2 separate regions of the Mus musculus genome follow, and region 2 is linked to region 1. Evidence: chromatin contacts called from public promoter capture Hi-C data. All regions are on one chromosome and are shown on one strand. Each heading gives the region's core, a stretch centred on a gene start, on an enhancer-like site or on the middle of the called end of the contact. The rest is flanking DNA. Distances are from core to core; before and after follow the strand shown.

Region 1 (5,603 bases), core at 2,114-4,613:
AAAACTCAAGTAGCCTGTAGTTCCAGCCTCTCAAGGGGCTGAGGCAGAGGGATTACTTTAGCTAGTGCATTTGAGACCAGCTTGAGCAACATAGGGAGACTGTAAGATGTCCTCTAGAAAGGACTTCGAACAAGGCAGGGCCAGAAAAGAGCTGCCTTGGTGCCAGGAGCCTGAGGAGATCAAGAAGAACTAGAAATCTGAATCAGAGAGCCCTAAGCCACTGTCTACCCAAGAAATGAAGTCCAGGCTGATCTACTTTCCTTCCTTCCTTCCTTCCTTCCTTCCTTCCTTCCTTCCTTCCTTCCTTCCTTCCTTCCTTTCTCTCACTCTTTCTCTCTTTCTTTCTTTCTCTCTTTCTTTCTCTCTTTCTTTCTTCCTTTCTTTCTTCCTTTCTTTCTTTCTTTCTTTCTTTCTTTCTTTCTTTCTTTCAGATTTATTTATGTATTATATGTGAGTACACTGTAGCTGTCTTCAGACATCCCAGAAGAGGGCATCAGATCTCATTACGGATGGTTGTGAGCCACCATGTGGTTGCTGGAATTTGAACCCAGGACTTTCAGAAAAACAGTCAGTGCTCTTAACCGCTGAGCCATCTCTCCGACCCGTTGGTCTACTTTTCTACAACTCCAAACATATCAGGGAGGGGTACCCTAACACCTAGCAAGGTCCCAAAAGGCAGATCAGAGGCTAGGCCAGTAGGAGGATGGGAAGGTGCCTGCTAGGCACCATGGACACTGCCCACATCCCAGCCTATGAGGACCAGCATTGCAGTGATGTCACTCTAAGCTCTTCAAAGGTTCTCGTGGGAGTGGCAACCTGTAGCATGAACATCTGCAGTTGCTTAGAGACCTGGTTCCACTGTGTATGGTAATGCATGTCTATAAAGTTAGTACTCAGGAGGCTGAGGCAGGAAGGTCTCTTTCTAGGCAGATAAACTCAGTCACAGAGAAGGGGATAAGACGAAGGCCAGAAGGATGCGACAGATGTCGTAGTTATTCTCTTAAGACAGTTCTCTCACCTAAGCTAAAGCTGGCTGTTTCAGCTGGCCTGGCTGGCTGACCAGTGAGCTCCCAGGATCTGGCTGACTCCACCCCTTCTGGCTGACTCCATCCCTTCATTACTAGGGTTACATGCAGCCCTGTGTTTGTTTTTGTTTAACTTATGTGCTGGGGATTTGAACTTAGGTCTTCACACTTGCACGCTTACTCGCTGAGCCAGCGCCCCATTCTCCCTTACGTTGCTTTTGTCAAATATTTTGTCACAGCAATAAGAAAAGTAATATATACCGAGCCCTTTCACAGACTAGGTCAAGCTCATTCTCCGAGCATCTTTTTACTTAGTCATAAAACGTCTTTCCTACCATCCTCGCCAGCAACCCAGCGCCCTAGTCTCCAGAGGGGCAGAGTTCTCCGCCTAATTAGTGCCACCAGCACCATCTCAACTGCAAAACAAGTGTGTCCCTTAAAGCTACATGTAATTGAGTGTGCCACTGAGTCAAGTCACATTTTAAAGCACAGCCCTTGAAGCAGTTCTCAAGGGAGTCCTTACGCAAAGGCGATCAGCTGTCACTTAGACTTACTATCAATGGGATTTTCATGGTACCAGCATGAGTAAGGCCTCAAGCCTGCCCCAAGGCTAAGCAGCTTCCCCAGGGTTCTCCACCTCCCAGGGAATCACCAAAGAGAATGAGTTTAGGAAACCCCCAGGGAGGTGGTTCCGACAGTAAAGAGCTTTGCGAGCATGAGGGCATAAATTCGGTCCCGAAAAACCACATATAAAACACTCATAATCCCAGAGCTGAGAAGGCAGAGACTGATGTCCTAGGGCTCACTGGCCCGCTAGCCTAGCCAGCTAAGTGAATTACAGGAGAGTGCAAGGCCCTGTCTCAAAAAAGCAAGGTGGTGACATCTGCGAAATAATAGCAGAGGTTGTCTACTGACATGCATGCACAAGTGCACACTTGTGAACGTGCACACACGGACACATACACACAGAGAGAGAATAAGGGGGCTTCTAGTTATTATGAATCCATGGGACATCTCAAAGTTGGCTTTGCTTCGTTTTCCAGAAAGGATTCACCGGTAGCATCGCAACTTGGATAACAAAGCCAGGACCCAGAGTTAAAGGATACCCAGGAACTGACATCTGTCCTAGAAGCGGGCAGGTCTGGGGGACGTGTGTTATGAGATCTCCATCTGGACTCTTCCATACCCACCTCTCACCCTTTATTGCTTCTTCTCCTGAAACTCTCAAGCCCTGCCTGCTCTAACATCTGTAGTTAGGGAACTCCATTGCTGTAGGTAAAAATAAGTCGCAGAGATGGCTAGCTAATATTTGACCTAGCTCTTCCCGCTATGAGCGCTATGAGGCCCTCCCCACTTCTCCCGGGGTACATCCGCTCCCCCCAACTCAGCTCTGTGGATAAGGCGGGGATCCACAGCGTCAGGAGGGTGGCTTCCCACCCTTCCTTCTGCCCACTGATCAAGGAGCCTAGCTAAGGGATGCCAGCCAGCATCAGTACCAGTCCTGGGGCTCCTGAGACATGTGAATTCCTGACACTCCAATCGTAAAAGGCAGAAAACGCTGGCAGACCGGAGCCCCGTGGATGCTGAAACCAAGATTCGGGGGAATTGGCCCACATTGAGATCTGAACAGCAAAAAAGGCCAGATAGAAAGTTAAGGGCTCTGAAACAATAGCACGGTACAGGTGCAGTCCTGGGGGAGCCAGAGCGCCAGCCCCATGACCCCTGGGTCCCCACTCACTGCCGGTAGGGGTCGTGGAAGGGCAATGCCAGCCAGGAGCCGTGCAGCTCGCGCATGAAGTCCAACATCTCCTCCGCACTGCCGTCTGCCGACACGAAAACCACCTCGAAGGGAGCGGGCCGCCGCGCCTCGCTCACCAGCTCCGTGTAGAAGTCGCAGAGCAGCGGCGTGAAGTCGCGGCTGGGCGAGCACCGGCCCGCCGCAAAGTACAAAGCTACCACCTTGTTCTGCAGCGCCACCTCGGCCTCCACCACCGTGCCCTCCCGGGTCACCAGGCGCCGCCCGCCCAGCACGTCCACCATCGCCACGAGCTCGGCGTGAAGAGGACACAGTGGAGAGACGAGCCCTGGGCTGCACGGCCACCTGTTAGCTGGAAGATGACACTGAGCCTCCCGCAGCACTAGGCGCCTCTCAGCCCCGCCTTCTGCTGGAACAGCTCACCTTGAGCCGAAGGGAGGAGAGAGCACAGTGGCCACTCCAGAAGCTGCGACAGCAGCGATGACAGCTGGGTGCCCCGCACCAAAAAGCAGAGCCACGCCATCAACCTCTCCCACCCTCTATTTTATCCTGCCTTGCAAACCCTCTCTACCCACCAGAGTCCTTAACATCCACCAGAGCCCTGCCCCGCTCCACCTGCGCCCCGCCCACCGGCATCCTGTCTCGCTCACCCACAACTAGTCCGGACATCCGAGGCTTGTTCGGGTCCACGCCCCCATCCCACCCCACGGGCCCAGTTCCACACCACCTAATCCACTCCTGCTCTGTTCTGCGGACCGGAGTTCTGTTCCGCCCACCAGCCCCTCCCCACCTCACCCAAAAGAGCCTAGACTCACCAGGGTTCTGCCCCGCCCACTGCCCCTACTCCTCCATCCACGCCACGCCCCTCACCCTCCCTTGGAGAATCTTCCAGCCCTAGATAAGCCTTACAGCTTTCCTGGCTCCAGCTGGCCATCTCCAATCCGCCCTCCCAATCCAGAAAAGCATTCCCTCATTGAGCCTGGAGCCCCCACCCCCACCCCCCACCCCCGAAGCTGTTGTGTCTGCTTAGGGCCTCTGAAAAGGGTTGAGGAAGCTAAAGGGTTCTTCTACCTCTAATCGAAATAGGCAGGCTATGGGGAGCCTGGGCTCTTGTGTTCCGGATGTATACCTCCACCGCCCATATCCTGGAGTTCTGGAAGAAAATTGAGGGCAGATCTCAACGTTGACGGAGGAGAGCCAGAGTGCTAAAGATACGCAGGCGCTGTGACGGTCCAGAAGTTTTTACAGTAAGAAAGTTTCAGCTCCCTGCCAAGCTGGAGGAGGCACTCTTGTGGGTCAGCGTGTACCGGCACACCCAAAACCTTAGGGATCTAGATAACTAACCCTCAAGAGCAGTATTTTAAAAATTAAAGAGTAGGATCTGGAAAGATGGCTGAGTCATTAAGAGCGCTGGCTGGTGGCTCTTGCCGAGGACGCGTGTTCTTTTGTCAGCACCCTCAAGGTGGCTTACAAAACTTCTGAAACTCCAGTTCTAAGGGATCACACACCCTCTTCTGGCTTCTAAGGGCACCAGGCACACATATGGTACAATGCGGGCAACGCATTCATACACATAAAGTAAGAATAAATAAAACATATTGCAAAAAGGTTGTAGGAAATTATTGAAACTTAGAGGCGGTGACGGAAACCAGCATATAGGATCCCAGATCATGCCACTTTGGTGCGCTGGTTGTTTGGAGTTCTAAGCACTCTGAAAACAGCAAACCGAGGAGAGGTTTCTCTGTGCTTCCCCGTTGTGCCCTCAAGGCAGGTTTGCCGAGAGAACTGAACTGCCATCGACAGAGACTTTCACAATTCCCAGACAAACTGCCTGAGCCTCCTCTATCTCATGTGTATTCCTCCAAGGACCTGTTCATCTCCAGTAAGTGAGCTACGCCTGCCTTTCCCCTGTGGGGGTGGACTAAATCCCTCGACCCTGTCACATTCACCGGTAGTCACTTTTCTATCCCCATATCAACTGCTAAAGAGTGGTTTTCCCCTATGCACCTGCCAAGTGTCAGCTTATTCAACAGACACCATGGAATGTCTGTCCAGCCTGATTTTGGAAGCCTTCAGCTGCCCTCCCGCAGAGGCAGCCTATCATCTGCAGGGGTGATGGGACTCTACATTGCCTGGGTGCCCAACTTGACTGGTCCCCTCTCAGAGCTTCAGTGGACTCTGTAGAGACTTGGAGGGATCGTGACTTTCGATGTAGAACTTCAGGGGCCAGCAAGCTGGCTCTGTGGCTTTAGATATTTGTGGTTAAGTTCTAAGCCTGACCACCTGAGTTTGTCCCCTGATCTCAGTGGAAGGAGCAATCTTACTCCCAAAGGTTATCCTCCTGCCTCCTGCCTCTCTATGCAAACCACAGCACTTCAAAGAGTCAGAGCTTCAAGCAAAGCTTCAAGTTTATTGATGAAGAAGGACGGACACACTTGAGCCAAGTCAAGTGCGGCATCAGAACAGGAGCTAACTGTTGTCAATGTGATTTAGCATTCGGTGTTCCAATTTTAATATGTTCTCCATTTACCAAAGCTGAGGGAAACTAAAAAGAAAAAAAGTGTCCTTGGTCTTATTTCCTTGTTGTAAGATGTGAGGTTTTTGTTAAAAGGTTTATTTTAGAACTATTGATGTGTCTTTCGGTTGTACGGGTGCCCGTAGAAGCCAGAAGCGAGCATCGGCTCCCCTGACGCTGGAGTTAGAAGCAGTTGTGAGCCACGTGCTTTGGGCTCTTGGATCTCTAATCCTCTACACGAATAGAAAGGCCTCTTAACACAGGCTGAGTCCACAAGTTTTTTGTTTGTTTGCTTTTGGGTTTTTTT
Region 2 (5,497 bases), core at 1,478-3,977, 2.9 Mb before region 1:
AACCTTTACCTCCTCACCGTGCATAAATCACAGTGTACCTACAAAGACTTGCTGATTTGGGAGACAAAGATGCTTTTGTGTTTGTGTCTACATTCCCAGCATGATCAAATGCTAATATCTGCTTGCATTTATATTCATGTTCTTACTGTTTGTAGGGAGATTTCTAAAGAATAAATTGGAAGATTTGCTTCACCTTGACTCCCAAGGGGGAGGGGCACAGAAACCAAAACAAAAACCAAATTTCTAGCCAAACTTTGAGATCCCCATGATGTCCACACTGTGCATGTTTGAAATCCTGAGATTTAAGAGACCTTCTATCCATTCCTGTCCTCCTAGGGACTGGGTTCACATGCCAGTGAGCTAAGCCTGACAGGAAAGGGTCCTGGGTGCCTGTTTCCAAATGACAGGACCATAGAGAAATAATCCAACACACTCATTTCCCACGAAGGAGAAACAATTCAACTCTTTTGGAGTAATTCTCTCCCTTCTCCCATCTCTGCTGTTCACAGGCGTCTTCTCTTTGCCTGTTGATTTCTTCAGGAAAGTAGACAGCCTGATGCTTGTATATCAAAATGGCTGACATTTTCCTGGGGTGGAGAAATATCATGAGCAAAGCGATAACTGACATTGAAGAAGAAGAAAACAGGTTTGGGCTGGTTAGAGGCATTTTCAACCAGAGATCTCTCTGAGTAGCTACGAGTGTTGGAAGAAACCAAGGTTGTCCAGTGCACCACGACTAGCCTTTCCTCCCATTCTATATGAATTCTTCTGCTGCGGACTGGCATTGCAGGCAAAACGATGCCACCAGAGGCAGCTTTAGTATGGCTGTCATTCTACTTTAAAGAGCAGTGGCCATTTTCCAGAGTCCTTGGCAAGTCATTAGGGGAAGTCTTACTCCTCAAATTGCCCTCAGGTCACCTCCAGCTTCCTTGTTACAATCCTAAGTGTTACTACATTGTTGCTTCTTCTTCAAGTGCTAGCTGGAGGAGCACTTTCCCTCCCTGAGGGAGTCCTCCCTCCTCCAGCGTGCTCAGTCCTGCCCTAAAGGATCCCTAAAGTTTCCACAGCTTCCTGCGCGTCCAGAGGGCCCTTTGTCCTCATCTTCCTCATTTCAGGGAATTGCAGGGTAGGAAGAGCAAGAGGAGTTGCAATTCCAGACTCACACAACCATCTTGGACTGGAAACATCCTCTAATTTGTGTTCGCTGGTCAAAAATGAAGAAGTATGGTGAAACAAAGTTCCAATTGCGTAGAGAGCGACTGCTTCAGGGATGAGAATCCCCTGAGGGTTTTACCCTGTGCTGACTCACGGCTCTAAAGCAGAGTTTCTCAATGTGTGAATTTTGACCCCTTATGTGTATGTGTGTGTGTGTGGGGGGGGGGGGGGTCACATAACAGACAGCCTGCATATCACATATTTATAGTATGATTTATAACACTAGCAAAATTACAGTTATAGAGTGCAACAAAATAATTTTTTGGTTGGGGGTTGCCACATATTGCAGCATTAGGAAAGTTGAGAGCCACCATTCTAAAGGCATGTGGTTCTTGGGGTATATGTCTGATCACCAGTCTGTGGAACTTGGTGTGTGGCAGCAAGACTGCCAGTGGGAGGACAAACCGGGAGCACAGGTGGAGGAGGACTGGTGTCAATCATTTGACTACATCCAAAACCAAGATATGATTTCTGCTGGCTAATTAGGAGAGCTATTTAGGTTGTATAGAGAAAATTCGGGCATTCAGTGTGGTGTGTGGTTCTCATGGAGACAAGACTACTACCTTTTTTTTTTTTTTTTTTTTTTTTTTTTTTAACTGGTCTCTGAAGAATTTCTGGCCACCAAGGACTGACTGAGTCCATATCTGGTCCCAACTCTTAAATAAGTATTTCATTTAATTTTTACATCAGTAAGCACAGGAGTCCAGGCAAAGTGATTTCCAAGTTCCATACTTAATCTCTTTTCACACAGATGGGAAGGCACTCTGGGGCTGCGTCTATGCACTAAACGTCTCTGAGGCCACACATTCCTGTCTCTGCTTTATCCCTGTGCTAATTGTTTAGATAGTGGGCTCCATCCTAGACACGGCTGTGCAAGCGACAGTCAGGCAGACAGGCCACCATCTTCATTAGCTACTGTGTTAACGTGGAGTAGAGCCCACAGTCTTTCTGAGCATCACTGTCCACACAGATGAAATGAAGCTGTGCAAGCCAATAAGGAAGGAGTTTTGCAAGATGTCGAACATCATGAGGTGTGTGTGTGTGTGTGTGTGTGTGTGTGTGTTTAGGGGACACAGAGGCTGCTGAGTTTATGCCAGGTCTCTGATCACTTGCACAATAAGTTGACATGTTGTTCTCACTGCTGCTCCAGCCTTGGCACACAGGGGACACAAAAGGAAAATCATGGCTTAGAGAATAAAATGCTAGCCAAAGGGACTTCTTATTCTTGTGAGTTTTTAGGGGCATTTCAAACGAGGGAGGCTAGAGCGCGGAAGACCTGCCTCTCACCGTCCAGATTCTGGCAGAAGGGGACAGGGAAAAGCATGGTCGAGGCCCTGCATCTTGGTTACACACACTGGCTGAGGCCCCTGTGATCTGAACCTGCTAGGGCGCAGGCGGGGTGTAGGAAACCAGAGGCCCCGGCAGAGGGCGCCGGGTACCTGCTGAGAGTGCGGCACCGTGTTTGGGGTGCTTGTGGGGCGCGGGTCACGGGCTGCACTCGTGAGTTGACCGCAGAAGCGCCTTGGCGGGCGGAGCGCGGAGAGCAGAGCGAGCGGCACAGGAGAGGGCGCAGGGTTGGCGGAGTCGGGGAGCGTGGTCTCCCAGATCGGTGAGCACTCTCGTCCTGGGGCTTCCCGTACCCCTGCTGCGGGGCACTCAGTGACAACTCAGCGACGTGGGCAGTGTCCAGGACTAGCAGGGCGTGGGTGTGGGTAGGGTCAGCTCTGACCCCGAGCTTTGGGTGGAACTTGGAGTTGACCCGGAGAGGCGCTGAACGAGAGTTTGGTTTACTTGATTTGAGCATCAGGATTTGTTCCTCAGGTTCTGTCTTGTGCCAGGGTCCCCCGGGGAGGGGTGGGGGGATCAGGTAGCCAGAGAGGGCACAGCGATTAGGTAGGCGTCCCACACCCCTGCTCCAGCTGTGCCTTCAGTGAACCACGTGTGGCTGTCGCCCGCCACTCTGCCTGTCAAGCTCAGCCCACCACCGGGGCCGGGAGGGGACGCGGAGGCGGGGTGGGCTGTGCCCCGCTGGAACCCAGCCGGCCGGTGCCCTCGCTCGCTCGAGCTGTTGTGCTTGCCTGGAGCTCCTGCCACTGCTGACAGGGAGCGAGCGGGTGGCTCCCCAAGGAGGCTCAGGGTCCTGCCCTAAGAACGAGGAGCCAAAGGGGTGCCCAGAGCTGGGCTTCCTCAGACAGGACAGAAGCTGTTCCAGTCCTGGAGGTTCCTCTCCCAAGGAAGCTCCGAGAACCCTCCTGGGGGCGGGGGCAGCAATCTGTAGGTGGGCAAGGTAGCAGGAGGGGCGCCGCTTCCCTGGCACCTGGCCTGGGATTCCTTTCCCAAATCCATCCCAGAGATTTTTCTGCATGAGGAGGGGGAACACTTGCTCTGCTGGAGGGACTCGTTGAGTCCAGGGGTTTTGGGAGAAGTGACTCTAAAGCAAGGTAGGTGGTCTTGATGGACTTGTCCAGGGGGTGATGGGCTGAGATTTTGTGTAGCCAAATAGGAGGTCTGCACAGAGTATTGGTGAACGACTTTGTGTTTCCCTTTGCTTTTTAGGGCATTTGGAGAGATGTGGCACCAGGGGCTTGAAGGAGAAATGCATGTATTTTAGGCTGTGTCTCAGAAGAAGAGGCAGCATCCCCGAAAAGTGACTGAGATTGACCAGGAAGAGGCCCCAGACTCTTAGAGTATGCTTAAAAGCCTATGCATTCCTTGGGGAATCTAGGGACCAGCGGATGCCAGGGAACAGCGACCTGGAGCACTGAACCCAGAAGACAGGTGGAAAGCAAGCGGCTCTTCTTCCTGGTATGGCTTGGATTGCTATGGAGATGCTCCTGATGGAACACCATTGTGCTTTTGTCCAGACAGCAACTGGGGCTGGAGAAGGGGCTGGGTGGTGAGTGATTGGGGGAAGTCTGGCTAAGCCTGGCCAAGAACGTGAGGGCTAAGCCACCGGAAGTGCTTTCCTTCTGGAAGATGGCTCCTAACACTTCTACCATGGATGAGACTGGCCTGCCAGTGGAGAGGGACTTCTCCTTTCGCATCCTCACAGCCTGTTTTCTGTCCCTGCTTATCCTGTCCACTCTCTTAGGGAATACCCTTGTCTGTGCCGCTGTCATCAGGTTTCGACACCTGCGGTCCAAGGTGACCAACTTCTTTGTCATCTCTTTAGCTGTGTCAGATCTCTTGGTGGCTGTCTTGGTCATGCCCTGGAAAGCTGTGGCTGAGATTGCTGGCTTTTGGCCCTTTGGGTCCTTTTGTAACATTTGGGTAGCCTTTGACATCATGTGCTCCACGGCATCCATCCTTAACCTCTGTGTGATCAGCGTGGACAGGTATTGGGCTATCTCCAGCCCTTTCCAGTATGAGAGGAAGATGACTCCGAAGGCAGCCTTCATCCTGATTAGCGTAGCATGGACTTTGTCTGTTCTCATATCCTTCATTCCAGTGCAGCTAAGCTGGCACAAGGCAAAACCTACATGGCCCTTGGATGGCAATTTTACTTCCCTGGAAGATGCCGAGGATGACAACTGTGACACGAGGTTGAGCAGGACATACGCCATTTCATCCTCCCTCATAAGCTTTTACATCCCCGTAGCCATTATGATCGTCACTTACACCAGTATCTACAGGATTGCCCAGAAGCAAATCCGGCGCATCTCAGCTTTGGAGAGGGCAGCAGTCCATGCCAAGAACTGCCAGACCACCACAGGTAATGGAAACCCTGTCGAATGCTCTCAATCAGAAAGTTCCTTTAAGATGTCCTTTAAGAGGGAGACTAAAGTCCTGAAGACACTGTCTGTGATCATGGGGGTATTCGTGTGCTGCTGGCTCCCTTTCTTCATTTCGAACTGTATGGTGCCCTTCTGTGGCTCTGAGGAGACCCAGCCATTCTGCATTGATTCCATCACCTTCGATGTATTTGTGTGGTTTGGCTGGGCGAATTCCTCCCTGAACCCCATTATTTATGCTTTTAATGCCGATTTTCAGAAGGCATTCTCGACCCTCTTAGGATGCTATAGACTCTGCCCTACAACGAATAATGCCATAGAGACTGTAAGCATCAACAACAACGGGGCTGTGATGTTTTCCAGCCACCATGAGCCCCGAGGCTCCATCTCCAAGGACTGTAATCTGGTTTACCTGATCCCTCATGCTGTGGGCTCCTCTGAGGACCTGAAGAGGGAGGAGGCCGGTGGCATACCTAAGCCACTGGAGAAGCTGTCCCCGGCCTTATCGGTCATATTGGACTATGACACCGATGTCTCTCTAGAAAAGATCC

The links. Promoter capture Hi-C pulls out the DNA fragments that hold promoters and counts their contacts.
Region 2: a contact with region 1 is called in a promoter capture Hi-C map of liver, with 6 times the contacts expected there. The contact joins the promoter of Drd1 here to the promoter of Nxnl2 in region 1.

What each region holds. Positions count from the first base shown.
Region 1 is chr13:51,168,785-51,174,387 of GRCm38.p6, reverse strand. It overlaps Nxnl2 (nucleoredoxin-like 2), which reads right to left and starts at 3,363. Exons shown (of 2, transcript NM_029173.4): 1 at 2,764-3,363. The coding sequence starts at 3,065.
Region 2 is chr13:54,052,888-54,058,384 of GRCm38.p6, reverse strand. Drd1 (dopamine receptor D1) reads left to right here and starts at 2,727. Exons shown (of 2, transcript NM_010076.3): 1 at 2,727-2,824; 2 at 3,772-5,497. The coding sequence starts at 4,192.